2 separate regions of the Mus musculus genome follow, and region 2 is linked to region 1. Evidence: chromatin contacts called from public Hi-C data. All regions are on one chromosome and are shown on one strand. The core of a region is the stretch at or near the end of the contact, and the rest is flanking DNA. Distances in the headings are between cores, read along the strand shown. Region 1 holds the start of Diras2 (DIRAS family, GTP-binding RAS-like 2). Region 2 has its middle 110 kb from the start of Diras2.

Evidence for each region. A called contact is a pair of places that touch in the nucleus more often than the background predicts.
Region 2: a contact with region 1 is called in a Hi-C map of the N1E-115 cell line, with 4 times the contacts expected there. The contact joins the enhancer-like site here to the promoter of Diras2 in region 1. A contact is called at or near these places in 3 of 39 promoter capture datasets (embryonic stem cells and hippocampal neurons), 3 of 484 Hi-C or Micro-C datasets (the N1E-115 cell line, embryonic fibroblasts and embryonic stem cells) and 4 of 9 other capture datasets (adipose tissue, embryonic stem cells, macrophages and 1 more).

What each region holds. Positions count from the first base shown.
Region 1 is chr13:52,528,377-52,535,171 of GRCm38.p6, forward strand. It overlaps Diras2 (DIRAS family, GTP-binding RAS-like 2), which reads right to left and starts at 2,460. Exons shown (of 2, transcript NM_001024474.2): 1 at 2,044-2,460.
Region 2 is chr13:52,414,374-52,420,599 of GRCm38.p6, forward strand. No RefSeq gene overlaps it. Among named protein-coding and RNA genes, the nearest start is that of Diras2, 110 kb to the right of the region's middle. Within about 2 kb of position 2,223, at least 3 of the 459 cell types and tissues checked have an H3K27ac peak or open chromatin away from gene starts, as enhancers often do. A contact at or near this core is called in the N1E-115 cell line, where this site is marked.

The DNA.
Region 1 (6,795 bases), core at 1,210-3,709:
CCCTGAAAAGGACACCTGTCCATGGCCAATGTGCTCTCTCCAGAAGCACGGATGATCAATAGGCAGGTTGGAGCTGGCTTGCGAAAGAGAATGGGATACTGGTTAGCTTCGTTGAGAAGGAAGTGCTGGCTGAGTACTTTCAGCACAGCGGAGGCAACCAAATTCTCTCACTGTCAAACAGAAACTCCCTGGTACAAGAGCATGGTGCATTCGTCTTGGACACACGATGCCTTTTATCTAAAGCCATTGACTGAATTCAACATGTCAACCATCCCTTGGTTGGACTACAATATATTTTCGACTACAAGAAGGTATATTTCTTTCTTGATAAAAAGAGCCCCATTAGTTTTTCAGAGGTTTTGTCTGTCCCCATCGGATGCCCACCATTTGTTGCTAGAATAAGTTGTTTCTAGGGAAGTATAGAATGCCGTGTGCCGTAGAAAACGGGACACATATGGGAAGCCGGTAGCAAGGTCCCCGCCTGCCCTTCTCAGGCTGAAATAGTTCTGTTGACAAGGCTGGTTGCTAGCCAGCTGCTGGAGTCCCCTCCCTGCCCAGCTTGCCTTTCAAACTGTGAGTCTGAAGCCTCCAGAGCACCCTGCTAAGGCACTCATGAAAAAGCTTCTGGGGGTTCCTGTATAAGCCCTACACACGGGTCCCCAACACAAGAAAACTGAACAGGATTCGGAGCCTGGCTACAGTCTGTGTCAGCCCTGCCTCTCCCCGCTCCTTGCCTGGGTTCTCCAGGGACAGCCACCTGCACTAAATGTAAAATCTTCAGTCAAACGGACCTCCTACCTGTACCACCTTCTGTTTCTCTGATATATTTGGGATGGGGGTGCGGGGGGTGTTGTGTCTTCTTGTGCTCAGGGCCCTCTCCAGTTCGAAGGGCACAGATAAAACTGAATAGTTTGCAATTTTAGGCAACAACAATTTCTTTTTTTAAAGTATGATTCCCATACAAATTTGTTAAATTTATTCTAATTTTATTCCCTTTTCTCTACCACCCACTCCACCTCCTCGAACCCAAATGCCAGTGGGAAAGAACACATCTAGACTGATCTGAGATCTAAAATACTTCAGCTTTTTTGCTGTTACTTAGAAAATAGTCATTTAAAATAATATTTTATGGGTTTTTTTTTCTTTTAAGCAAATCACAAAACTTCTGCTAGTATAAACTAGTATGCACGGGGGCCCGATTAAAAGCTAACAAGAACCAAAATGTGAAATGAATTCCTAAACAAGGCTGGCTGGGCACGGATTCCTCCACCCAAGTTATACTGTGTTCCACCTTTGAAGGCATGGAACAACCGAGATGTGTGGTGTCCAGTTCCAAAGATCCCCCAACCCCAAAGAATATGAACTGGGACATGGAATCGCAAAGCAGGGTGGGGAAGTCCAACCCTTGGGCAGCCAGCTGTCATTGTCCTCTGATGGAGACCCACGTTCTTCTGCCTGGACTAGATGCTGAGACTTGCCTGAGCTCCCACCGGGAGAAGAAGGGGAGTCCCGTGGATATCCCAAGCCTGGTCTTTAAAATAGGAAATGAGACATTGGGGCGGGTCCCTTTCCAGAGCGTTAAGTCTAGAGGTTGGGATCCAAACATCAGGAATCCCCTAGCCATTTCTTCTTGGCTCTGAATGTTTCTTTCTCTAGCTGTACCTCTTTAGGAGACTTTTCCTAAATCGATGGAATCTTCCGCATTCATTAGAATACCTGCAGTCAAAGAATTTCCCCAACCGCAACTCCTGTTAGGACGGGATCCCTAATCTTGGGTAAGACCCTGAGGTTTTGCCCCTTCAAAGCAATGTTAGGTGTTCAGTCTAACGTTCTCCCAACTGAGCTATGGCTTCGTCCTCGCCCTCCCCTCCTGGAAGGATGCAGGATGAGGCTGGCTGGTCCCCCTCTCCAAGTCCTGGGATACATACTGATCTTCAGCCCCAGAGAGTAATCCTGCTCCTCTGGCTCCCAGGACTGGCCAAAAGCGCCGGGCACCCGCGAGCTGTATCCAGCTCCAGCCGAGAGCCGTGGTGGCTTGCTTACCTGGGGAGAGCCGGCTCAGAGCCGCAGGTCTCCAGGCGCAGCTCCGGGACCCGCTGCGCGCAGCGCGATGCGGTGGCTGCTGAGGCGGAGTGCGCGCTGCTCCCGCCTGATGACGCTGTCAGCTGCCCTGCGCCCCGCACCGCCCTGTGCACCGCACCCCCAGTGCAATGTCCAGAGCCCTGCACCTCCAGTGCAACGCCCAATGCAACGTCCTGCCCCCTGTGCTGCCCCTCTCTGTCTGCCCCTCTCTGCCTTATGCACCCGCCCGAGCTCTCTGCACAGCCTTACAACCTCCAGCACCGCTCCCTGCACCGCCCGCACGCGCGCCTGGCCCTGTGCAGTCCTCCCACGCGGTGCTCTCTGGCTCTAGCCTCCCGGCCTCCGGCTCCACCCTCCTCAAGCTCCTGCAAGCACAGTGGTTGCTCGTTGCGGTGGCCTGCTTTTCACCGGGAGCCTTCAGCTGCCCTCTACCGAAAGCTTCTGGAATAGATGACAAGAGACTAGAATTTTCTGAAAATTAAATGAATCAAAAATCATTCCGTTGAAAGGACAGTGGATTCCTGTGTTTAAAACTATGCTCCTACCCTAGTGTACTTAATCACTGCTTACCACGCAATAAGACTTGGTCACTGGGCAAGGTTTCTGTTCCTGTAGCTGTGACAAAAACAAGCTAAGGAAAACTGGGTTTGCTCTGGCTCATAGTTCAGAGTAAAAAAGCAAAGCAGGAAAAAAAAAATCTTGAAATGGCTGATCACATCGCATCGGTAATCAGAACTTAGACGACTGTGGAAGCACGCTGCTACCGAGATCAATTTGTATAGTCCAGGATCCTGTACCCAGGAATGGTCTAGCCCACAGTCAAGACCGGCCTTTGCACAACACTTAAGTAATCAAGATAATCTCTCCTCCCACAAGCCTGAGGCCCGTCTCCAGGTGACTCTAGATTCTGTCAAGTCGACAATAGTAGTCACATGTGCTAAATCACAAGACAGCCTGTCACTTAGAGGTGCCAAGAAATTCCCTGCCTGAAAGGCAACCATACTACAAGAATTCAAGCGTTTTAACAGGACAGGGCTCTGACATCACCTCTTTGGGTAAGCTTGGGGGACCACGCTGCTCAGCAGCTTTTCATGACCATTTCAAAGAATTAACAGAGAGAGAGAGAGAGAGAGAGAGAGAGAGAGAGAGAGAGAGAGAGAGAGAGAGAGAGAGAGAGAGAGAGAGAGAATATGCTGTACTGACATTTTGTAAGCGCTGGACAGGAACATCTACCTATATCATACTTGCACTCTATGGCTGGAGGAAACTCTTTTTTTCTTTTTTTATCCTTATCTTTGTCCTTTGGTGATGTGGTAAAAGAATTACAAAATGGGGCCTGTATCTTCTAAATTAGGCTTAGCTTACAGATTCTGTAAGCTATAATATAGTCACTTTTCTGTTTGGGTAAGTTCTGGAGTCCTGTAATTTCAGAGGATATAATCCTTTGAAGTTGGTTTGCAAAGCAAATCTCTGCCCTGCTATTCACAGGAAACATGTTTGTTTGTTTGTTTGTTTGTTTTGAAATCTTACCTAAGATATGCTTTCACTATTTACAGTTAAGATAACATCTTTGTTCCTTAGTTCAGCTTGACTCTGGCCTTAGTGCTATGGCTACTAAAATAAGAAGGGAGTAGACCATTTTTAACAAGGCCATTTGAGAGTGGCCTTCACAAATGTAGCCCTACTTTGAATATGCCTGTGAGCAGGAAGTCCACATGTCCACAGTCTCTCCATTATGAAGGTCTGTGTATGACTGTGGAGATGACTCAGTTGCTACAGGACTTGGGGAGCACACACAAGAATCCGAGCTTGATCCCATGCATGCAAAAAAAAAAAAAAAAATTAACATTTTGACATTCTTGTAATCCCAGAGTTGTAGAGCCAGAGACAGTATTAGGGGACAGCTCGCTCCATTTTTTTTCTTCCTTTTCCTAGTTAAACATAATGTTAGAACTTGATTTATTTGTATACTGTTCCCTAACTGTGTGTTTTTCTCTAATCATGTCCTAACATGAAGGCCACCTTGTCTTTTTTTTTTTTAAACTTGTTCTTCCTCTATAACTTTGTGATATATTCATCATAAATTGTTTCATGATATGTTCCAAGAATTGACTGACTCTGTCTTTTTCTAAACCTATTTTAATAAGGATTCTCCCTCCCTTCTAGCCTACCACCCACCAGAGGTAGTGGAAGAGAAAAGTTATGAGGACACAGGGGAAGTCAACCTATTTAGAAAGAGTTCTTGTGGGGTGGGAGAGGTGAGTCCAATCTTTGTTGTCATGGTATCCAGCAGTTCAGTCCAGTAGCAAACACCGAATACGAACCAGCAGCTGTAGTCAGTTCTCTCAGCAGACACTACATAAAAACCAGCAAGGGCAGTTCAGTGCAGAAGAAAGTGCAAGGCTCACCAAGGGGCTAGAGGCCTCTCAAGAAGTTCTTTGGCAATTTTCTATGACATCACCACATCAAGCGGGGCTCAGCAACACAGTGTAAGGCAAACCAATACGTGCTTGTTGTTAGCGAAGAACAGCAAGGCAGAACAGAGCAAACCAGTGCTCAAGGTCCAACTGTCTGTGGGGTCACATTTATATTCCTTCTGAACATTGTGTATCTTTTCTCCTATGTCTGCTATAGCAAAACATCCTTTCACCTGTGTCTGCTTCAGGAAAACAGTCTTTCACATGGCTGCTTTAGTAAAACACCTTTTCATCTGTGTGCCCCCAGCAAAACACCAACTGGCATGACTTTCCAAAGAAACCAAAAGTTTCCACTTCCACTGACCATAAAATGTCCCATGCTATGTTCTAATAACTGACTACAAATCCACAGTATGTTCTTGTCCTATGATGATAAAAACAACTGCAATGTTCTGCTTTGTAATAACTGGCTCCATTGCTATTTTTTTTAAAAAAGCCTCCTGTTCTAAGTTTGGACTGGCCATAAAAATAAGTTTTTACCTTGCCACAGTTTGGTGTTAACTCCTTGTTCTCAACACCATAACAACAGGAGCATCCTCATTCAGCCATCCTGGACAAATTGGTGTGTTCCAGATCAATGAGAGATCTTATGTTTTAAAAGAAAATGTTTGACACACCTGAGGTACAAAACTATTGGTTGACCTCTGTGGCCTCTACATGTCTTACCTGCTTGTGTGCACACACACACTAAGGAAGGAAGATAGATAGATAGATAGATAGATAGATAGATAGATAGATAGATAGATAGATAGATCTTTGTGATAATGGGGAAACTAACCCAGAAGAGTAAATCTTTATGTTGACCACGCTGCTGCTAAGTCTAAAAACTGAGAAAAACACCCAGGCTAACAAGCTAGGTTCCTGCTTGCCATGACAACTAAAACACGGGCTAAATGATGAAGTGAAACCTCAGATGTAAGCATTAGAGTGGAAAGACCAAAGAGGGAGAAACACTGAAGGCCAACGCCTGCTCCACTCCGGAAGCTGGAGCAGGGATCTTTCTGCAGAGCCCTGTGTTCAGCCATATCACCATTTTCTCTAAGAGTCTGGCACAGGGGCTCCGGATGCCCCCAGCTTAAGAAGGAACAACTAAAATGATTTTCCTAGCCTCTCTGTCACTTGTCATGAGCCCCTCCTCCTAGCAGCTAGTCTAAGATTCCTGTCAGCTGAGAATCAGAAATGCCAGCATTGCATAGTGAAGAACCTTTGCTGCTAAGGTTGCCAACATAGCAACCATATTCCTGTTCTACAGAGAAGAGCATTACAACCGCAGTGAACCATGTCAGGCCCAAACCTGCTTGCCCTTGTATGCAGTCTTCATCTTCCCTCAGATTCCTCCAGGGACCTAACAGACACAAGTACACCTTTGTTAACAGTCAAAGCCTCCGGTTTCCCTGTGATGCTGTGAGATGGAGTTTTACCCTCCAGGAGAGATCCTATCTGGCACCTCAGAGCCTTCCTGGGATCTTATATGAGTTTCTTAGCAAGCCTTGAGGTGTAGCTTCAGAAGCCACCGAAAGTGGCACATGTAGCAACTGCAAAGACACAGCATAGCGGCTCTCTCCCGAGCAGCCCATCCTGCTGCTCTAGGGTGTGCCTCATGCCTTCCCGCTAATTCTTGTTCTTACATTTGTCTAAAATGCTTAACAGACAGACAGACAGACCTCCTCTTCCTGATGGTCTGTCCAAAAATTCTTTCCTGCAGAGAGTTTACCAGGAAGCTGGGGGGGGGGGCGGCTGTGGCCAGAGGCAGAACGTAGCAAAGCATTGCCTTACCCCATGCTGCTGGCTCTGACACCCTGTCACTTCCTCCGATGCTCTCCTAAGGGTCTGTCCCCTTTGCTTCTGGCCCCTTTCCCTTCTCCGTCTATATATTCTGGTTATCAGGGCAGCTGTAAATATCTTAATCCAAGACTCCAGTCCAGCATGCTAAGTTTAAAAACAAAAACAAACAAACAAAAAAGGGCATATGCAGGTGCAGGTCTAAACCATTGTACCACATCACCCCAACGTTCATTTGAATAACATGGCCCTACCTTGGAACTTCACCCTCAGAATCCCCCTTTAATTGAGATACCCTCACACACACCCCATAATGCCCTTCCTTTGAGAGGAGAAGCTTCCAGCAATAGACTTCTTGCAACAGTCACAAGCATCAGAATTACTGGAAAGAGTGGAAAGAAAAGGATTCTCTCTCTCTCTCTCTCTCTCTCTTTCTCTCTCTCTCTCTCTCTCT
Region 2 (6,226 bases), core at 973-3,472, 110 kb before region 1:
AAAGCAGATGACACAAAATTCCTGCCATTCACTGAGGACAACATGGTAGGCATGGATCAGCTACTTAGGTCCCTATGGACAGAGCAAGCATTGCCATAGCAACAGGACAGTGGAATCAACTGTTTGCTGTCACTGAAGAAGGCAAGTATCTATTATTTCATGTTCATCTCTAGAGGTAGAAGGAGTTTTCCAAACAACTAAAGAGAGAGGGAATGGTGTTTAGGCAAAGGAAGTCTGTGAAAATCACTTCTTATTGGCTCTGGGTCACAGGCATGGGAAGAAGAATGGGTTACAGGCACACACCAGAGATAAATAATAGGATTGGCTGGGCAGTGAGGTATTACCTATGGGAAGACAGAAGTAAAAAATTGTGTCAGTTACAAACTTATCCTTTAAAATATTTACTCCATTGATTAAAATGTATTATTTTTAAGAACTGAAGTGTATCCACCAGTCTACCCTTGCAAAGCTGTCATGTTTTATCTCTTTTTAAATTTAATCAGTGTAGTGATGATTGCAGTGTAATAGATAAGTCAAAAAGAGAAGCTGTGATTTCAGGGCTACTGAAGCATCATGAGTAAGAAATACAAGCACTGGGACTCAGCCTGCAGAATTGCTAGAGATCCAGCAAGAAATTGTTGGACCTGGGTGGAGACTGGACAGGGAGGAAAGAGAGGGAGGAAGGGAGGGAAGAAGAGAGGAAGAGAGGGAGGGTGGGCCTAAGGGAGGGAGAGACAGAGGGACTGAAGGACAGAGGAGGTGATGCTAGGATACCCGTCAAAACAGTGAGAGTAGTGAGCCCTGACACCATCCACCTTATCTTTTTGAGACAGGCATGCAAGTTGCCAATTTGGCTAGGATTGCAAGTCAATGAGCTCCTGGGATCTGCCTCCTTTCCCTCAGCATAGAGATGGCAGGCATGTGCCACAATGCCTGTTTTTTGTCTGTGGATTCTGGCAATCAAGCTCAGCTCTTTGTGTTTACAAAGTGGGTGCTTTAAACACCGAACCATCCATGGATTCCAAGCCATCTCCTTGCTGCCAAATTTGCCCCTCTGCATTCTGTGCCCTAGGAGGCAGTTAGAATTTGTAAGGCTATCTGATTGACGAATGACTTTCTGTAATAATTCTCAATTGGCTTTCTATCATTCCTCTAACTCCTGCTGACCTGCAAAAGATCCAGGGTCAATCTTGAGAAAAAACAAGGATCAAGGCCTCTCGTTTTCTAATGTCGAACTATGTAATAAAGCTATAGAAATTAAAACTGCATGGTACGAATGCAGACCTGCAGGCCAGTGTTACATGTTAAGAAGTCCAGACATCAATGTGTATGTCAGCTGATCTTCAATGAGGGTTTTAAGAACACATGTTTGGGAAGGGTAGAGTCCTTTACTTATTTTTAATTTTTTAGTGCATTTTTATTTATCTGTATGTGCATCTGACTAGGCACACATGGGCACGCATGTCATGGCATGTGCATGGGAACAACTTGCAGGAGTTGGTTCTCTCCTTTTACCATCTGTGCTCCAGAAATCAAACTCAACTTTCCAGGCTTAGCCGCACACCCCTCTACCTACTGATCCATCTCACCAGCCATTTCATTACATGGTGTAGGAGGAATCTTGGGCTTACATGGCTAAAGAATGAAGTTGGACCCTCACTCCCTACCAAGAGCAAATATCAACTTCAGCTAAATGAAGGATAATACACATAAAACTTAAGACTATAGAACTAGAAGAAAGCATTGGGGAAAGGGCTTTGCATTGGTCTGAACCACAAGTTATTATCTACTCCTAAGCTCTGGCCCCAGGCTTCTATCTCCACAACTGTTTCCGGTTCCCTTGCAGCTACATTTCAGTTCCAGCCCAGAGGCCTCCTGACTTTTTCTTAGAAATGCTAATCAGAATTTAGCCTCCAGAAATGTTAATCAGAATCTAGCCACCAGATGAACATAGGAATAAGTCAGAACCCTTGTGTCACCAGTGAGGATGTGGCATGTAGCATCCATAGTACAAGCAGCTGTGCTGCTGGTCAGGATGTCACATGATGTAGCAACCCCATCCCCCTGCCCCCTCCTGCAAGCAGTGATGCTTGAGGCTGGCTTCCTGTGAATTTCTCTGACATTTCTCTTACAAGCCAAGCTTCTAATCACATTGTCTTAATATATGACAGCTGCTTGGAAGCCCATTTCCAATTAAAATGTCCTTTGCAATTCACTGGATTGGGCAGCAGTCTTAAGCCCTTGGTTATCTGATGTCCTGGAAACGTAGCTGCAGGGCCAGATGGTTCAGAGCTTAGATTGCCATGGATTTATTCCCCAGGAAATAAATACCTTGGAAGATGATCGCTTTGAGCTACTCTTTATTTCAAACTTTATTTTTAGACAGTTGATCTTTCTCATAAAAACAGGTTCCACAAGGATATTCTGGGTGGAAATCACAGAGGTAGCTCTGGAGCCTTAGCTGTGAGCCCAGGGGGAGAAGTCACATGCATTGAAATGATTCCCCTGTGATCCAAATGCTGGCTAAGATGTCCCCTGTGCCTGATGTCTGCATGTGACCCCTACTCATTCCTACGTGAGGCTAACGACTAAGGTGTTTGAGCATCAACCCTTTTCTGTGTTTAAGAGAATAGCCTGTGCTGTTCTTGCTATTATACCAATAGTTATCATCAGACCTTTATTGTCTGAAATTAGGTTAAAGTTACCATTCTAAATGTTAAACTAGTTTACCGAGATAAGGATCAGTTCCCTCCGTCTTCCATGGCAGGGATCTCGTGCTTTCTGTGGTTTGCCAATGTCTGTTAAACAGCCAGTGTCCTTTAAACAGGGCATATTTGCCCTCCCACTAGGGCAGCAATGAGTATCCTGGCAGTCGCAGAAAGCACGGAAGCTCTTGTGGGCCATGTAGAGACCTTTGACTGACCACAAACGAGAAAGTGGTGCCCAGCTCTGAGGTCTATTATGCTGGGATGTGTGTTGCATGTCATTGATAGATGTGCATTGTGTGCCATACCTAGATGTGCATGTGTCAAAGGAAACTGGCCTCTTGGACTGGCTGTTCCTATGCACCAACGGTACTCATTCAGCTTGTACTCTTTGTAGCACACACTAGCTGAGCCAGTTTGTGGCTATGGACATCTTGATAGCTGGCAAGACATGGACAACCATATCAGGGAGTGCTCCCTCCCATAGTAGCGATGGAAGCTGAGATAGCGACCTTTTAGATCTCTCTGAGATTTGGACCCATTACCTGGTAGCATCCCTCCCCACTCCTGCTCTCTGAAAATGCTCTGGCCATTGGAGGCTCTGCCCTTATTAATAACCTTGTGATGTCACCATGGACTTCAGGAGTGTCAACCAGAGGGACTCCCCTCAGAGACTAGTCAGTTTCTACATAGATGGGAAATAATCTGGTTTGGTGTTCTTGAGTAATTGTAAGTTGCGTGTGTGTGTGTGTGTGTGTGTGTGTGTGTGCATCTGAACACATGCATGCTGGTGCCCATGGAGATCAGAAGTCAGCATTGCATCGCCTGCTACTGGAGTTACAGGTGGTTTTGTGTGTTCTGAGAAGGAGTCTGGATCCCTGAAAGAATAGTAAGTGTTGTTCTCGGCACTTTACAATAGAATATAGAATTACAAATCTATAATTTCATATGTTGCTTATTTTTGCCTGTTCACTTACATTCAGAGCTCTTTATGCCTCATATCTCCTGTGATTTGTTCCAAACCTAAAAACCCTTTTTCTTTTGGGTCGTAATGGCTGGACCAGTGTGACAGGAATCAAGCTAGGACAATGGGAACTGTAATGGCTACATACCAAGATGTCTGTGAGTAGGAGGTACTCAGTCAACATAAAGTAACCCAGGAAGAGAGGGTGGAATTGGGACTGCCTGTCCAGAGTTCGGGTTCTGATCTGAACCATTCTTCCCGAGTCTGCACCACAGGCCGTGTACACAGACCTGATGGCTGCCAGGAAGCAAACAGGAATCTGCTTTGCAAGAGAGAACTACCTCAAGGGGTGTGCTGGTAGGGAGTCTGATGGAGGGGACCACATTAGGTATGCCATTCTGAAGCATCCAGGAATACTAAGACATAATCTAGTGTTTTACTTTAAAATAAACAGGGTTGTGTGGGGTGCCTGGAATACCTGCAAGGAGAGGAAGGGTGGATATGAAAGTCGACTGGGCAAAAGGAAGCTCACCCAGCAAAGGCAGCATGGGTACCTCAGGCACAGGCATTTCCACCTACAATCTCATGAGTGTCATGGATGCCCCAGCCATGTGCATTTCCACCTACAATCTCATGAGTGTCATGGATGCCCCAGCCATGTGCATTTCCACCTACAATCTCATGAGTGTCATGGATGCCCCAGTCATGTGCATTTCCACCTACAATCTCATGAGTGTCATGGATGCCCCAGCCATGTGCATTTCCACCTACAATCTCATGAGTGTCATGGATGCCCCAGTCATGTGCATTTCCACCTACAATCTCATGAGTGTCATGGATGCCCCAGTCATGTGCATTTCCACCTACAATCTCATGAGTGTCATGGATGCCCCAGTCATGTGCATTTCCACCTACAATCTCACGCACAGGAAGAGGGGAGGTTTATGTTCCCAGCGTAGGTTGTGGGGTTCTTTCATTGTTAACATTTCAAAATTTAAAGAAGTTTTGAGCAAGGATATGGAAAAATGATAATTTACTCCCTGCTGAAACTATGTGAATAAGGAGCTTGCTTTATGAATGTGCTTGATGGTAGGGTGGGATGGGAGCTGGAAATGTAGTGGAGATTAGAAAATGACCAATGAAATGAGTGTTCTCTTGATGAGAGAAAATAAGAGACAGCAGAGAAAAGAGGACAGCTAGGAATGAAATTCCAAAATGATACTGAGGGAAAAACTAATTTAATTGAAACAGAAAAGGAGAGGCTAACCATAGTGGAGAAGAGACAGGTAGTCTAACGCTGGGATAATTAATATCATCATAACTCAAAATCTCCACAGCAAAGCAAACCCAACTCCAGGAGAGTGAGATAGAATTTCATGGACACAGAGGGAGCCTCTGCACACAGCATGAAAGAAACCTTATTAACTAAAAACCAACACAAAAGATCAACATGGAAGAGACTAGTACTTGTGCGCCGGAAGATTGTGTGGCAGGCTGTGTGTGAGCATGACACCGTGCCTGCACAGTAATCTCCACTGCCCACCTCACTAATGTACCAGATCCATGCCACCAAGTGTAGTCTTTAAAAAGTTGTTAATACTTGTAATTTTATGTGTATGTGTGGGTGCTCAAGGGTATGTATTCACAGGCACCAAATGCACACAGGAATCCATGGAGACCAAAAGAGGGCATTGGGTGACCTGGAACTGATTATGCGTCAGAGTTTACATTCTGGGTCACAAACCCAAGTCTTACGCAAGAGTAGTGAGTGACCATAACCACTGAGCCATCTCACCGGAAAGAGAAAACATTTTCTTAGGAAAAAAATGGAGATAAGGGGGGCTCATCACATGACCGACCCTCCGATAGTGATGGGAGTGTACAGGTTGGTATGTATGAGCCCTACTCATACATACATGCAAACATACATGTGCCCTCACTCACATACTTACACACATACATATATACAAGTGTAATCTCTCCTCTCTCTTCTCTCTAACACACACACACACATACAAGTGTAATCTCTCCTCTCTCTTCTCTCTAACACACACACACACTTATTTATGCAAACAGAGGGCATCAGTGTGTGACAGTCACCAGTCATTTCCATGAACTGATCATCACCTGAATTTTCTTTAGCATTCTGTAATTTAGAAAGTTACTCAACAGTTCAATGACCTCGAAGGTCAGAGACATATCAGGTGCATGAACAAATGGGATATGCACTAAGATGTATTATTCATTGCAGTATTTCAAGATATGTGTGATGATCCTGATGCGTGAACCAAGAATGTGTTGGCTAACTAAAGCTATCTGAGAGGAGGGAACCTCAACTGAGAAAATGCCTCTATAAGACTGAGCTGTAGGCTGGCATATTAAGGCATTCTCATAATTAGTGATTGATGTGGAGGACCCAGCTCATTGTGGGGCTAAGCCATTCCTGGGGTAGTAGTCCTGGGTTCTACAAGAAAGCAAGCCACGGAAGCAAGCCAGTACGCAGCATCCCTCCATGGCCTCTACGTCAGTTCCTGCCTCCAGGTTTCTGCCCTACTTG